4 separate regions of the Mus musculus genome follow, and all the other regions are linked to region 1. A link is a contact called in public Hi-C, Micro-C and promoter capture Hi-C data. All regions are on one chromosome and are shown on one strand. The core of a region is the stretch at or near the end of the contact, and the rest is flanking DNA. Distances in the headings are between cores, read along the strand shown.

Region 1 (2,993 bases), core at 290-2,789:
CTGAATGGTAGTAATCACCTATCTCATCTTTACCTTCTTCTTCCATTTTAAACATTCAGAGCATGGAGTGAACCAATAACGAAGCTGCCTTGAAAAAGAAGGGAAAGGAGCTGCCCGACCTTGTGGAAATGATTGACGGTGACACTTGTGGCACTTTCTCTGGGGGCTCAAGCAATGGAGATCTCCAGTTTGTACAGGCTTTTGGCATTACGCGAGTAGTTTTACGCAGGAGAAACCGAGTTACTTAGGAAAGACTTCTTAGAGACAACGCAGAAAGCCGAGTAGCTCTGGTGAAGGAGAGCAAAGACACTGGGGAGAAAAAAACGGACTTACCTGGTTCGCAGCATCCGTGATGATGGTGGTCCGTTTGACAGTATTTGTCCCTCAAAGGCATTTTTAACGGGTGCGACCTATTTTCCTTTCACTGTGAGAAGCTCTTCATTGCGGCTTGGCTGTGGACAGAGAAGCACAAACCCATCACTATCCCTGAACTTCTATGGAGGCTGTGGCTGCAATTTCCACAGACCATCCCACCATGCGCTCTCTGCCCTCACCCCGGGCCCGCACCTTCCGCTCGGAAAAGAAACCGCCGCTCGCCCGGCCTCCGGCCCCACGTCCCCGCACAGGTTCACCGCCCTACCCGGAAACGCAGCGTCCGGCGCGCAGGGCAGCGCAGCGCACGGCGAAGGCCTGGCGGGCTGCGCAGGCGGCTGCGGCCTCGCCGTGCTGGGCGGACGAGCGAGCGAGCGAGCGGGCGGGCGCGCGGAGAGCCGGGCGCGGGACGCGGGACGCGACGGGGCCCCTGCGCGGCTGAGGAGCGGCTCGCGCGCCCTCCGGCCACGCACGTGCGTCGGGGGGTCTCCCCGGCGCAGGTCGGGTCCGGTCCGCGCCGCCAAGTGCGCCCAACTTACTCAACTCCCGGAGCGGCCGGCCGGCCAGCGGGCGGGCGGGCCGCGGCACCAGCCGGGCGCACGACGCGGCCGAGGGCCCCACCTGGCGCAGCCCCGGCGCAGCGCGTGAAGCCGAGCGGGCTTCGGCCCCGGCGCGCTCCCAAAGAGTCCCCGGCGGCGCCGACGCGGAAGCGCCACAGCTCACCACGTCCTCGGGCCGCGGCTGCGGTGGCGGCTGTGGCGGTGGCGGCGGCTCACGGCAGCCCTCCGCGCTCCGGGCCGGCGAGCTGGCGGCGCGCGGGCGCAGGCAGTTGACAGGACGAACCGCCGGGCGCAGCAGCCGAAGGAGCTGGAACCGGAGCAGGCAGGACTGAGGCGCCCCTCGCCAGGGCAACGGCCGCGCCGAGCCCGGCTCCCCTCAGCGCCGCGCCGCTCCACCTGCAACGGTCCCCCGGGCTTTGGAGAGGGGCGGGGAGCCGCGCGGGTCCCCCACCTGGGGCCTTGCGGGTAGCAGATGCTTCGGGAAACTTTATGGAAGTCAGTCCCGTTCTCTCGTGGCCGCCCCTTCCCCGGACAGCCCGAGCGACCGCCGTGCAGAGAGGGTAGGAAGGGGGAAGCAGAGAAGTCTCCGGCTGCGACAGGGAGCGACTGACTGACCCCGGACGGAGATGGGGCGAGGGCAGGAAGTGACAAGCTCACGGAGTGGGTGGGGGGAGTGTGGCCGGCACGCCCGGCAGCGCGGCGCGCATGCGCTGGGCGGGCAGCCCCGGTGGGGAGGCGACGCGCGGGGCCGGCCTCGGGCGGAGGAGGGTAGACTGCGGGGTTGGCGGGCGCCGAGGGCGGCCGGGTAGCTGGCGGGCCTCGCCGGCGCGCGCCCGTGCGTCCTCCCGCCGGCGGCTGCGGAGCGACGGCCGGAGGCTGCGTGCGCCCGGAGGTGTGAGAACCAGAACCGCGGGCGCGTCTTCCCCTCCCCGGGCACGCGCCGCTCGCTCGGGCACCAAACTGTTGCTCGCGCTGCTGCGCTTCGGCGGATCCGACCCAGGCAGAGTTGGGGAAGCGGAGGAGAAAAGGAGGGACTGGGAGCCCGAAGTGGACTGGATCGGGAGAGCTGTCAGGTGCTGGCTCGCCAGCTGTTGTCCAAGTGTACCTCCTGGAACTTGGGACAGGAGAGTCTAAGTCGGGCTCTGGGAAAGAACGCGATTGGCAACGTTCTGAGGGTGCAAACCTGGAAGTGAAGTTGGGTCACATGGCTAACACGCACTTTCCCTCTTGGGCACCAGCATCCTGCTTGGAAAATCCCCGAAGATCAGATCGAAGATGGCCATCTTCTGTCAAATCTACAAACCTTGAGCTGCTTTTCATATCCAGTAGCTGCTGCCGCCACCTTCTTCCCAACTCTGAGATGGAATTCTTGCCCTTGCTAACTTCACTCGAATAGGTGTCAGCTATTGGTCAGGGTTTTGTGAGAGCTCCCATTTGACCTTTTTTATCTTCTCAGGATGAATGAAAACCACAATTAACTAACTTCCAGTTTTCAAGTTCCAGTTTTGGAGCTTCTGAAAAAAGAAAAGTTTAGGAAGGAAGGCACTATGTGTTTGTATTTTGGGTTTTTTGTTTTTTGTTGTTTTGAGATGGTCTTGCTGTGTAGCTCAGGCTTGCCTGGAACTAGCTGAGTAGCCCAGGATGACCCTGAAATCAGGATTCTCCTCCTGCCACTATGCACTTTCTTTTTCAAAGCTGGGGTTACAGGCTGACACCACACTAGGCTCTGTGTTTGTGAAGAGAAAAATCACCAAAATCAATTTTCAAAATTCCAAAGGAAGTTTGTAAGCAAATGCAGTTGTTACTATAGGACTGTTGAATGGAATACTTGCATACGTCTTGTACGGTTGGAGCAGAATAGAATAAATGTTCTGCAGCTACATAGGATATTATATTATGATCTCATTTTCTGTTCCATTGTCAAGAATCACTACCCACATGAAGCAAATGCAGATTATAGGTCAATATGCTATAAATGGCCACTTCTATGTGGTGGTATTATGCAGCCAATAGAAATCATATTTGGGGGTTGGAAAGATGACATTGTCAGTTAAGTCTGGT
Region 2 (2,993 bases), core at 193-2,692, 900 kb after region 1:
GAAATAGGATTTTCTAGTAAACACCACAATCTGAGGACTCAGTGTGATCGAATCTCCTGTCACACCTTCATTCACTTCCTCGTCACCCTGGCCACCAAGCTCTCTTCTCACACAAGGACATACTTGCTTTAATATCCTCAAGGTTGCTGTTTCCTGAATTCAGACTGTTTTATCCCCCCAGTTCTTAGTTCACTCTCCTCAAACAGGTCTTCCCTAGCCACCCTATCTACACACACACATTCCCTCTTTTGACTTTTCTCCTTAGCATAAATTTATCACCATTATCAACATATAGTTTGGCTATTTGTTGGCTGTCTTTCAAACCATAAGTGTATGAGAACAGAATCTGCGTCAGTGATTTAGTGTCACACACCTGTTGTATCCTAAGGGCAGCCAGCAATGTTCTAAAATACAGTTGGCATCCAACAAGTAATAAATAAATAAACAGATGAATGCATAGGATGTGCTAACGTGCTAATCAAACTGAGTCCTCTCACTAGCCAGATCAACTCCAGACCATTTAATGTCTTTAAAGATTATATTCCTTTATTTAAAAAAAATGGGGTTAAGGCTCTTTGTCCTATAAGATTGTTGAGAACATTAAGTAAGTTAACCCATGTCAAACTAAGCACTCTTCCGGCCTAGCAGCCATCTCAATAAGCCGCACTGGTGCTTTATTAAACGTTACTTTGGGATGTTTGTTGAAGACGGGGTCTCGCTATGTAATCCAAGTTGTCCTGAACTCGCTATTATATAGACCTGGCTGTCCTCGAATTACCAGCAATCCTCCTGCCACAGCCTTCCCAGATGCTGGGATTACTACCATTACTCCAAGCTAATGGGCCTGCGTTTGAACTCCTGAACACGCGTAATAAAGGGGAAAACGCAATGGAAACGTTAAGTGAGTGCTTTGCCTTTCATAAATCAACCTTATTGGCCGATCTCCAGCTGAGTCCGTTTAGAAAAGAATCTTAGCTCCCGGTCCCGTACTTCTGGAGAGAGCAAAGAACTTGCTGGGATGGCTCACGTCATTAATCGGAGGATTCAGGAGGCAGAAGCACACGGGCTACCGGTAGCGAATCCGAGGCCAGTTAGGGCTAAAGAGTGAGAGCCCTGTCTCAAAACAAACAGATCATAACTATAGAGCTCCCTGAAATTGGGTTGTTCCCATACCTTTGCACATGCCCTCTGCACCATCCCACTCCTTACCTTTCTCTGTCACCACGAAGCACTGCTTCACCGGACCCACCTGACTGAACAGCTCTTCCAGCTGATCGCTGCGAGCCGAGGGCGGGAGACGGCCCACGAATAAAGTCAGACCGGCCATGAGACCGAGAGACAAGCGCGTGAGGCTGCGAGCACCTCACGCCGGCGCGAGCGAGGGCTGGGATGAGCTCTGGCAGGAAGGCGGTGCCGAGTTGCCGGGAAATTCAGGAAGTCCTCTTTGCTCAAAAGAGTCCGGGAGGAAACGCAGACTGGAAGGAATAGTTCCGGAAAGAAAAAGAAAAATGACGTCCTGGGGGCGGAGCTTCTTGAACGACGGTCTCTGTGCAGTCCCAGCACCGCCCCCGCCACTGGGGGAAACTTGACATCAACAGCTTAAAATTCTCTTAAAATCTTTCATTTAGGAACTCGACCCCAAATTCACCAAAGCAGGCAGAAGTCATTTTCCCCCTAAGCCTGCCCTCATCTGACATAGAGTGGGTGTTCAATAAGTTTTTTTCTGAAGAGTTGCCACATATCACGCGGGGGGAAAAAAACACATATGCAAAACGTCATAGACACAAGCATGTAACATACATAATTTGAACTAGTCACATGTCCTCAGAAAACATGAGACAAACTGTCACTTGGCCGCAGAGACAAATTGTATCTACTAAAATCCCCAGAGAACAAATACTACGTACGAAATCATATTTTCAATTCTTACTGATTGAGCTCCTACTTATATATTAGGAGTAAAATTCATTGCCGAAAAAAAAAGACATGGTCCCTGCCGTCATATAAAATAGAGTCCAGAGTGAGAGACAGACGTTTATTTTTAAAATCTTACAAAATCTCTGCAAGATCACATCAGAGCACACGGAAGCCAAACATAACACCCAGCTATATGCACAGACCTAGGATGCACTGCTGCCCAGAGACAGAAGATCTTCATTTATGTCTGTTTATCAGACAGACTGGAGGCTACCCACAGTGTTTAACACTCAGTGGGCTTCACTGTCTGTCTTACATGGAAAAATGCTGTGCTTGCAGAATGCCTAGCTGCAAAAAGTACCCTAGGCACTTTTAAAGTCTTTACTTTTAAGTTACAACAGCTCAGTAGGTAGAAAACACCACAAAAGATGAAAGGCACAGTGAAAATCCCCAAGAGTTATCCACATTCAATATAATGGATGGACGGATGGATGGATGGATGGATGGATGGATGACGTGTAGGTAGTAGTGGTGGGAGGAATGTGCTAAGCATGAAATTTATGAAGTCCTAGTAGGCTTCAAATAATTAATATGTGCTTTTAGAAAAAGAACCCCCACCACAGTTATATTTTAAATAGATAAATCAGAAGAAAAGGCACTGAAATACAAAACAGATTGTCAAGGCTACCATAAAGTCGATCCTATCTTACATAAAAAGTAAAGTGGGCAAAAGAAGTAGAATCTTTTAAACAAAATTGGTTTGGAATTCCACATCCTCCTCAAGAATCAAATTCTAAGTGGGGCAGTGGTGGCGCACGCCTTTAATCCCGGCACTCGGGAGGCAGAGGCAGGCGGATCTCTGAGTTCGAGGCCAACCTGGTCTACAAAGCAAGTTCCAGGACAGCCAGGGCTACACAGAGAGACCCTGTTTCGGAAAACAACAACAACCAAGAATCAAATTCTATCCTCAAATACAAACTTGTATTGGGGGACCTAGTCATAGCTGTGGTAGATAAAGGGGGAAGAATTTAATATCCATTTGTAATCCTCCTCTCCCCTCAACAAACAAACAAACA
Region 3 (2,993 bases), core at 241-2,740, 670 kb after region 1:
CTGGGTAAAACCAAACTCTCCTTGCAAGACAGGAGGGGACATACTTTTCCTAGAAAACTCTGCCCCCTCTTCCCAGAGAGCAGGCACATATGGCCCTCTGGCCGCTGGGGTCACAACCAACATCGAAGCTGAGAGGCATCCTGGAAAACAACCACCCCACCTGAGTATTTCAGAGTAGGAAACGCGCACACAAGGAAGCCAGCCTTCCAAGCTGCATAGCCAGGGGCTGGCACAAACGGATGCTTCTAAAGGCTGGGCCCGGAGCTCTGTTTGGATGGCCTGGCCCCTATTAAGGTCCAGAGTGGGCCAGGCAAAGCCTTCGGCAGAGCACCGTTTTTTCTTACCTAAGGCACCCCTCTTCTAAAGGGGTGCTCATCACCCTGCCTGCTCCCCACTCTGCGAAGGAGCTGGTTAATTAATTAATCCTTGTTAAGGGCTCAGGAACAGGCTAATGGGCGCCAGGCATTCTCATTATTATTTTTAATCAGACTTTGCAATTTTATAGCTCCCATCACCAAGGGCTATCGAGTGTTTTGTGGAGTTAATTAAGCCTGCGAGGGATGGGCTCCAAAGGGGGGCTGGGGTGGGGGTAGGGGATTCAGGCTGAGCTGTAGGAGAGCCCAGAAGTCCTGATTCGTCTCAAACCCCCCCCCCCCCCCCACACACACACACACTTTAGAGGGAGAGGAGAGATGAGTAGCAGGACAGGACAGCTACCGCTAAGCTCTGGCATCATCCGAGTGGGCCCCCAAGAGGGCCGGGAGTGGACAGGAAGGGAAGGCTATGGGGCTCGCACTGCAGGTTCTGCCTCTCATCAGGGGCAGGCTTCCTGCTGAGTAGGGAGGAGAGCTAGTGGTTAGAAAGACCTGTCACCACCCCCCAACACACACACACACACCTAACCTCCCTCCGCTGAGGCGTCCTTTCCCTTCATGCCTGCCCCCTCCCCACTCCCCCCCCCCCCCTGTATAGTATCAAACAGGAAATACTTTCTGGAGCATCCTGTGTGTGACAAGCCTGAAACCCAAACTGAGGATTGATGCGGTATATGGGCTTAGCACAAGTTGCCTGGCACTGAGACCCTTACGTCTCCTTCCTCTCCTGAGCTCTCAGCACTCCCAGTTCTGCCTTCTGCTTGCATTCTTTCTTCCTTATCCTTTTCCTTTACCCAACCCCTGCCCCATCCCGCCCCCCGCCCCCCCCCCCCCCCCCAAGGCACTAGGCTTGGGATCCGGGAATTCTGGGTAGGATCTCCTGAGGTCCTGAGGCAAGACAGGAACTAGCTTGTTCTGGCTTCTGGCCAGGATGAACTGCAGGGGTTCTGGAGCGCTAGGTTGCGGGGAGGGGCGTTCCTGTTCAGGCCGCACAACCCTTACACAGGGAGGACTCCAGATCCTCCGCCTGCCCCTGACCTCCAAGCCCTGCAGTCTTCGGAATGAAGCCTTCAAGTTGGCACCAGATCATTCCCAGAAACCGGAGGCAGAGATGGCATGACCCACGCGGGCTGCATCCCAGATGCGTTTCTGTGGAGGCAGTGGCAGGGAAACGCTGTCACTGACTTGGGGTGTTTGGAAAGCGGCAGATAATTGGGAACTGGCTATTCACAGAACTCAGGGCACTAATGTGAGGCCCCGCAGTGATCATGTTAATGGAGGGCTTGGGAGTTTCTGCTGCCAGACACCCTGGTGACTGCTGTAGAATTTTGGCAGACAGAAGGCAAAGGACGCACTGTGGAAATCACTAGAGCGTAGAGAAGCCGGCTCCCACAGCGTTCCCCAGCAGCTGTATGTGAGCCTTGGAGCGTGTGTTCTCCCAGGCAAGGTCTCTGTGCACCCTTCTTCAAATCCCTGCCTCTCCAGTAAGGGAACCCAAGAAGCAGCCTGGAGAAATGGATTCATCCGTAAAGTGCTTGTCCTGCCCTGGCCCAGCTCAAAAAATAAAGTGGAGAGCAGCCGAGGAAGAGATCTTTGATGAGCACACATGTGTGCGCACAAGCACGCGCACATACACAAACATGTACACACAATAAATATATACATTACACAGAACGCATATACACATAAAGAGATTTGCTGAAAACTGGAGCAGGTGAGGACTGTGTGTGGTTTATTATTAGACATCGGGTTAGGCACGCTAAACTGTGAGCAATATGTAGACCACACCAATATAAATATCTAATAATTTTATTATCCGATGTTTGAGTTCCTTTTAATTACCAAACGCTCAGCAGTACTCTTGTGTTTTCTTTCAGTTACTTGAAATTAATCATGGTCCGAAAATATCAAATGGAAAATTCTAGAAATGAACAAGTTAGAGCTGTCGAGATAACCCAGTGAGTGGCAAGTCCATTCAATGCCCAAGACTGAGCACGAGGGATGAAGAGAAGCAACATTCCTGTGACCTCTCTATGCTTGCTCTATGTGGCATGCCTATGCCACACCATAGGAAACAAACAGACTGTACACTAAAAATAATTTACATGATTTAAATTCTGTATCATCTTGAGCAACGGTATGATCAAATTTCAAGACGCCTGCTGTATGTTGTCTGTGATAGAAACCCCACTTTCTGTTCGGTGTGCCCACCCCTTACATACTATGGTAGGACTATCACTCAGCTCTTGTCTTGAGACTGAATGAAGGGCCTGGTGCTCAGTGCTAACGTAACAATGGCCCAGGAGTGATAATAGGACTGAGACATGTGTTCCATAGGGAAGCTGCAGGTGTAAGAAGATACTGAGAAGCAGAAAACTACATTCATACAAGTTTAATTGCCACAAGCCTTCGTGATTTTTTTTTTTTATAATAGTAGTTCTTAGTTTCATCCTGGACCTAATTTATAAATTAAAATTGATCATTGTACGCGGATAGAAGGAGAAATGTAGTGCAATATGTTTAAGGGTTAAGATACTCCCCATGGTTTCAGACACCACTTGAGGTCTTGGGCAGATCCCTTATTGATAAGAGAGAACTGATAGATCAATACTTAGATTG
Region 4 (2,993 bases), core at 207-2,706, 570 kb after region 1:
AGCTCACATTGAGGTAGGCCGAGGCATTGGAGTTGCCTGCCACATTGGTCACCATGCATGTGTATACTCCAGTGTCTATGAGCAGCACACGAGAAAAGTTCAAGGTGCCATCATTGAGAACAGAGATCCGGGGATGCCGGGAGGCGTGGCTGAGCACTGTCCCATTGGGCAGCAACCACTTCACAGAGGACATAGGGGGAGTCCGACACTTCAGTTCTGCCATCCGATCCTCAGAGATATTGAGGTCCCGGGGTGCATCCATGATGAAAGGGGCAGAGCACTGAAAGGCAGCCTGGTCCACCTCTACCAGGTAGCGGCCTCGCATGTGCATGGGAGCATGACAGCGGCCACAGCAGGTGGAATTGGTTGGGATATACTCCCGAAGCCACCAAGCCAGCCACAGAATATCACAATCACAGTTCCAAGGATTGTGGTGTAGGTGCAACTCCACCAGGTATCTCAGGGGTGTGAAGAGGTCATGGGGCAAAGATGAGAGGTTATTGTGGGCTAAGTTGAGTTCCACGAGGGAAGCCAGTCCGTCAAAAGCATTCCGCTCAATCAGGCTGACCTGTGAGTTCATCACCCACAGTTTTTTGAGGGAGCTTAGGCCATGGAAGGACCCAGGCCTGATCTCAGGAAAGTGGTTCCCTGACATCTCAAGCTCCTCGAGCCCCACCAGGGGTGTAAGATTGGGCATATCCTTAATGTTGCACATGCCCAAGTTCAGGTACTTGAGGTTGAACAGCCCCTCAAAAGCCCCCTCAGAGATATACTCCAGCTTCTTGAGTTCCCCCAAGTCCAGACGCATGAGGGAGGGCACCCGGTTGAAGGCATAAGAAGGGATGCTCTCAATGGGATTGTTTCGCAGCCAGAGCTCCCGCAGTTTGGACAGGTACTCAAAGGCCCCACTGGGGATGACTGTCAGCCAGTTGTCGAACAGTTCCAGAGTGTTGAGACTGGCGAGGCCATTGAAGGCCCCCACCTCTATCTGCCTGATGGAGTTCCTGCCCAGCTGCAGGACCTCCAGGTGATGGAGGTGCCTGAAGGTGTCGGCCTGAATCATCTGGATGTTGTTTTCCATGAGGTTGAGATACCGGGTGTTGGAAGGAATACCCTGTGGGACCTCAGAGAGTCCCCGGCGGGTGCACACCACCTTGCTGAACTGGTTACTGCAGGAACAGACGGAGGGGCAGTTTTGGGGCCCGGCTGAAGCGGCAGCAGCGATGGCTGCACACAGAATCCACACTTGCGCCGTGAGGTAGACGACGGGAAGCAGGACGGCATTCCAGGTGTGGTGCACAGTTACCTGCCACAAGAGCTTCATGGTGTGGCACGTTCATAATTCACCATCGCCTGGGATTTTGGCTTGGAAAAGAGAACCAGCCTTACCCCGGCTTAAGTGAGCTAGGAGCTCCTCTTTCCATCTGGAGAAGGAGGTGGGGAGGGGGCGATTAGAGACAAGCAGATCGGCCTAGAAAAACCCTGCGAAACTACTGAGCGGCCCCTCATCTACCAGCCCACCCTCAAGGCCAACCCATAGAAAGCTAAGACTCTCTCCCACGTTGCGACCATCCCCACCCAATTCCCTGTCACCTACCTCGGAAGGAAAGCAGGAAAGAATTAGCGCTGTGTCCTTAAGCTTTCTCCACGAGAGCTGGGCTCATCGTTCCCATTCTGACTTTAGTTTTAATTAACAAAGGGGGAAGTAGTGGGGGCAGGGAGGGCAGAGGGGAGGGGAGGGGAGGGGTAGGGGAGACAAAATGGCTTCTAGTAAATCCGGAGCCGGCGAAGCCGCGGAGTTGAGGCGCGCCAGGGAGAGCCAAGGCCCGGCGGGCTATGCAGGTGCATGCCCCCCCGAGAGCCCGAGGAGCGGCGCCACCAGCGCTTCCCTGCTTTGTCCTTGGACCCTGGCACCAGCTTGTTCCAGTCGCGGGAGAAGGCGCTTCATCGCCAAAGTGTGTCTCCAGCCCCCAGCCCTCTCCCTGGGCCGCCGCGGGGGATGGGGGTGCGGGGGCGCTCCCGAAGCCGCCCAGGCCGCGCTCGCTGGTTGCTGCGCTGCTCTCCACTCTGCTTTCCCAGCGTCGGCCGCCCAGAGCTGGCGGCAGCTGATTGCAGTCGTGAGCTCGCGGGGCTGCGAGAGTTAAGAGGTGTTCGCTGCGCCTTCGCCCTCCCTAGGCACACACCCCCTTTTCTCTTCGCCTCTTCTCGGAAGGGTTAAAAAGACAAAAACTGGGCTCAGTTCTCCAGTCCCGCCGTCTGCTGGTGCGGGGAGCGGTAATCCGTCCAGCCCCAGAGGGGCAGCGGCGTGGACGTGGTGCTGGGACCCAGTCCGCGAACGGAGGAGCGCGCAGCGCCCGCGGTCGCGCCCGCACCGCAGGCCCCTTCAGGGAGTCCGGGGGCGGGCGCGGGTCCGGCAGCGGCGGCGGCCGCAGCCCCCGGCAGCGCGCAAGCGCCCGCCGCCGCCCGCCACTGCTGGGCTCCCGGCGCGCCGCCGGCCCCGGCTTTGTGCGGAGAGTGCGAGTTCGCCGCTGGGCTCCCGGAGCCTTCAGCAACGGAGCTGCCAGCGGGCTGCTGCAGCGGCCAGAGCGCTGGCGACGGCAGCGTGAGCAGTGGGGGTAGCGGCTGCGGGAAACGCTCCGAAGCCGGTGAACATGGTCCCCGCTGGCTAGCGGCGGCGGTGGCAGCAGCGGGGCCCCTGCGCTCGGCGCCCACCGTCTCCTCCTCGCGCCGGGCTCGCGGTGTTGCAGGTGGCAGCCACGCAGACTGCTCTCTCATCCTTTTGTCCTTCAGTCAGAACGTGAATGTACTGCTGACGCATACTGTTCTAGGGAGAAGATTAGCGTGATGCAGTGCTCTTATGTATTAACACCGCTCTCCCTCTGCCGCCTGCCCTCAAGGGGTTAACGCCGCGCCTTCCAGCACGCGCTGGCTCGCGCCGCGCAGCCCCGAGTCGCGGAGGGCTGCCTGCCTTCCTCGCTTCTTCCTTCCTTCCT

The links. A called contact is a pair of places that touch in the nucleus more often than the background predicts. Capture Hi-C pulls out chosen DNA fragments and counts their contacts.
Region 2: a contact with region 1 is called in a promoter capture Hi-C map of adipose tissue, with 3 times the contacts expected there. The contact joins the promoter of Rbm28 here to the promoter of Zfp800 in region 1. A contact is called at or near these places in 2 of 39 promoter capture datasets (cranial neural crest and pre-B cells), 4 of 484 Hi-C or Micro-C datasets (CD8 T cells, cardiomyocytes and embryonic stem cells), 1 of 115 datasets of contacts at active chromatin or transcription factors (microglia) and 1 of 9 other capture datasets (adipose tissue).
Region 3: a Hi-C map of the N1E-115 cell line shows a contact between it and region 1, with 3 times the contacts expected there. The contact joins the enhancer-like site here to the promoter of Zfp800 in region 1. A contact is called at or near these places in 1 of 484 Hi-C or Micro-C datasets (the N1E-115 cell line) and 2 of 115 datasets of contacts at active chromatin or transcription factors (astrocytes and large pre-B cells).
Region 4: a contact with region 1 is called in a Micro-C map of embryonic stem cells, with 6 times the contacts expected there. The contact joins the promoter of Lrrc4 here to the promoter of Zfp800 in region 1. A contact is called at or near these places in 3 of 39 promoter capture datasets (hippocampal neurons, neutrophils and stem cell-derived epiblast-like cells), 4 of 484 Hi-C or Micro-C datasets (all in embryonic stem cells) and 4 of 115 datasets of contacts at active chromatin or transcription factors (VIP interneurons, astrocytes, embryonic stem cells and 1 more).

The regions. Positions count from the first base shown.
Region 1 is chr6:28,260,385-28,263,377 of GRCm38.p6, forward strand. Zfp800 (zinc finger protein 800) reads right to left here and starts at 1,540. Exons shown (of 6, transcript NM_001081678.2): 1 at 1,096-1,540; 2 at 334-452. The coding sequence starts at 394.
Region 2 is chr6:29,163,282-29,166,274 of GRCm38.p6, forward strand. It overlaps Rbm28 (RNA binding motif protein 28), which reads right to left and starts at 1,443. Exons shown (of 19, transcript NM_133925.2): 1 at 1,210-1,443. The coding sequence starts at 1,327.
Region 3 is chr6:28,931,116-28,934,108 of GRCm38.p6, forward strand. It overlaps a transcript of Snd1 not described here. Among named protein-coding and RNA genes, the nearest start is that of Gm40357, 32 kb to the right of the region's middle. Within about 2 kb of position 1,491, at least 73 of the 459 cell types and tissues checked have an H3K27ac peak or open chromatin away from gene starts, as enhancers often do. A contact at or near this core is called in the N1E-115 cell line and astrocytes, where this site is marked.
Region 4 is chr6:28,830,291-28,833,283 of GRCm38.p6, forward strand. It overlaps Lrrc4 (leucine rich repeat containing 4), which reads right to left and starts at 1,457. Exons shown (of 1, transcript NM_138682.2): 1 at 1-1,457. The coding sequence starts at 1,324. All of the region lies in intron 16 of Snd1 (staphylococcal nuclease and tudor domain containing 1), which reads left to right.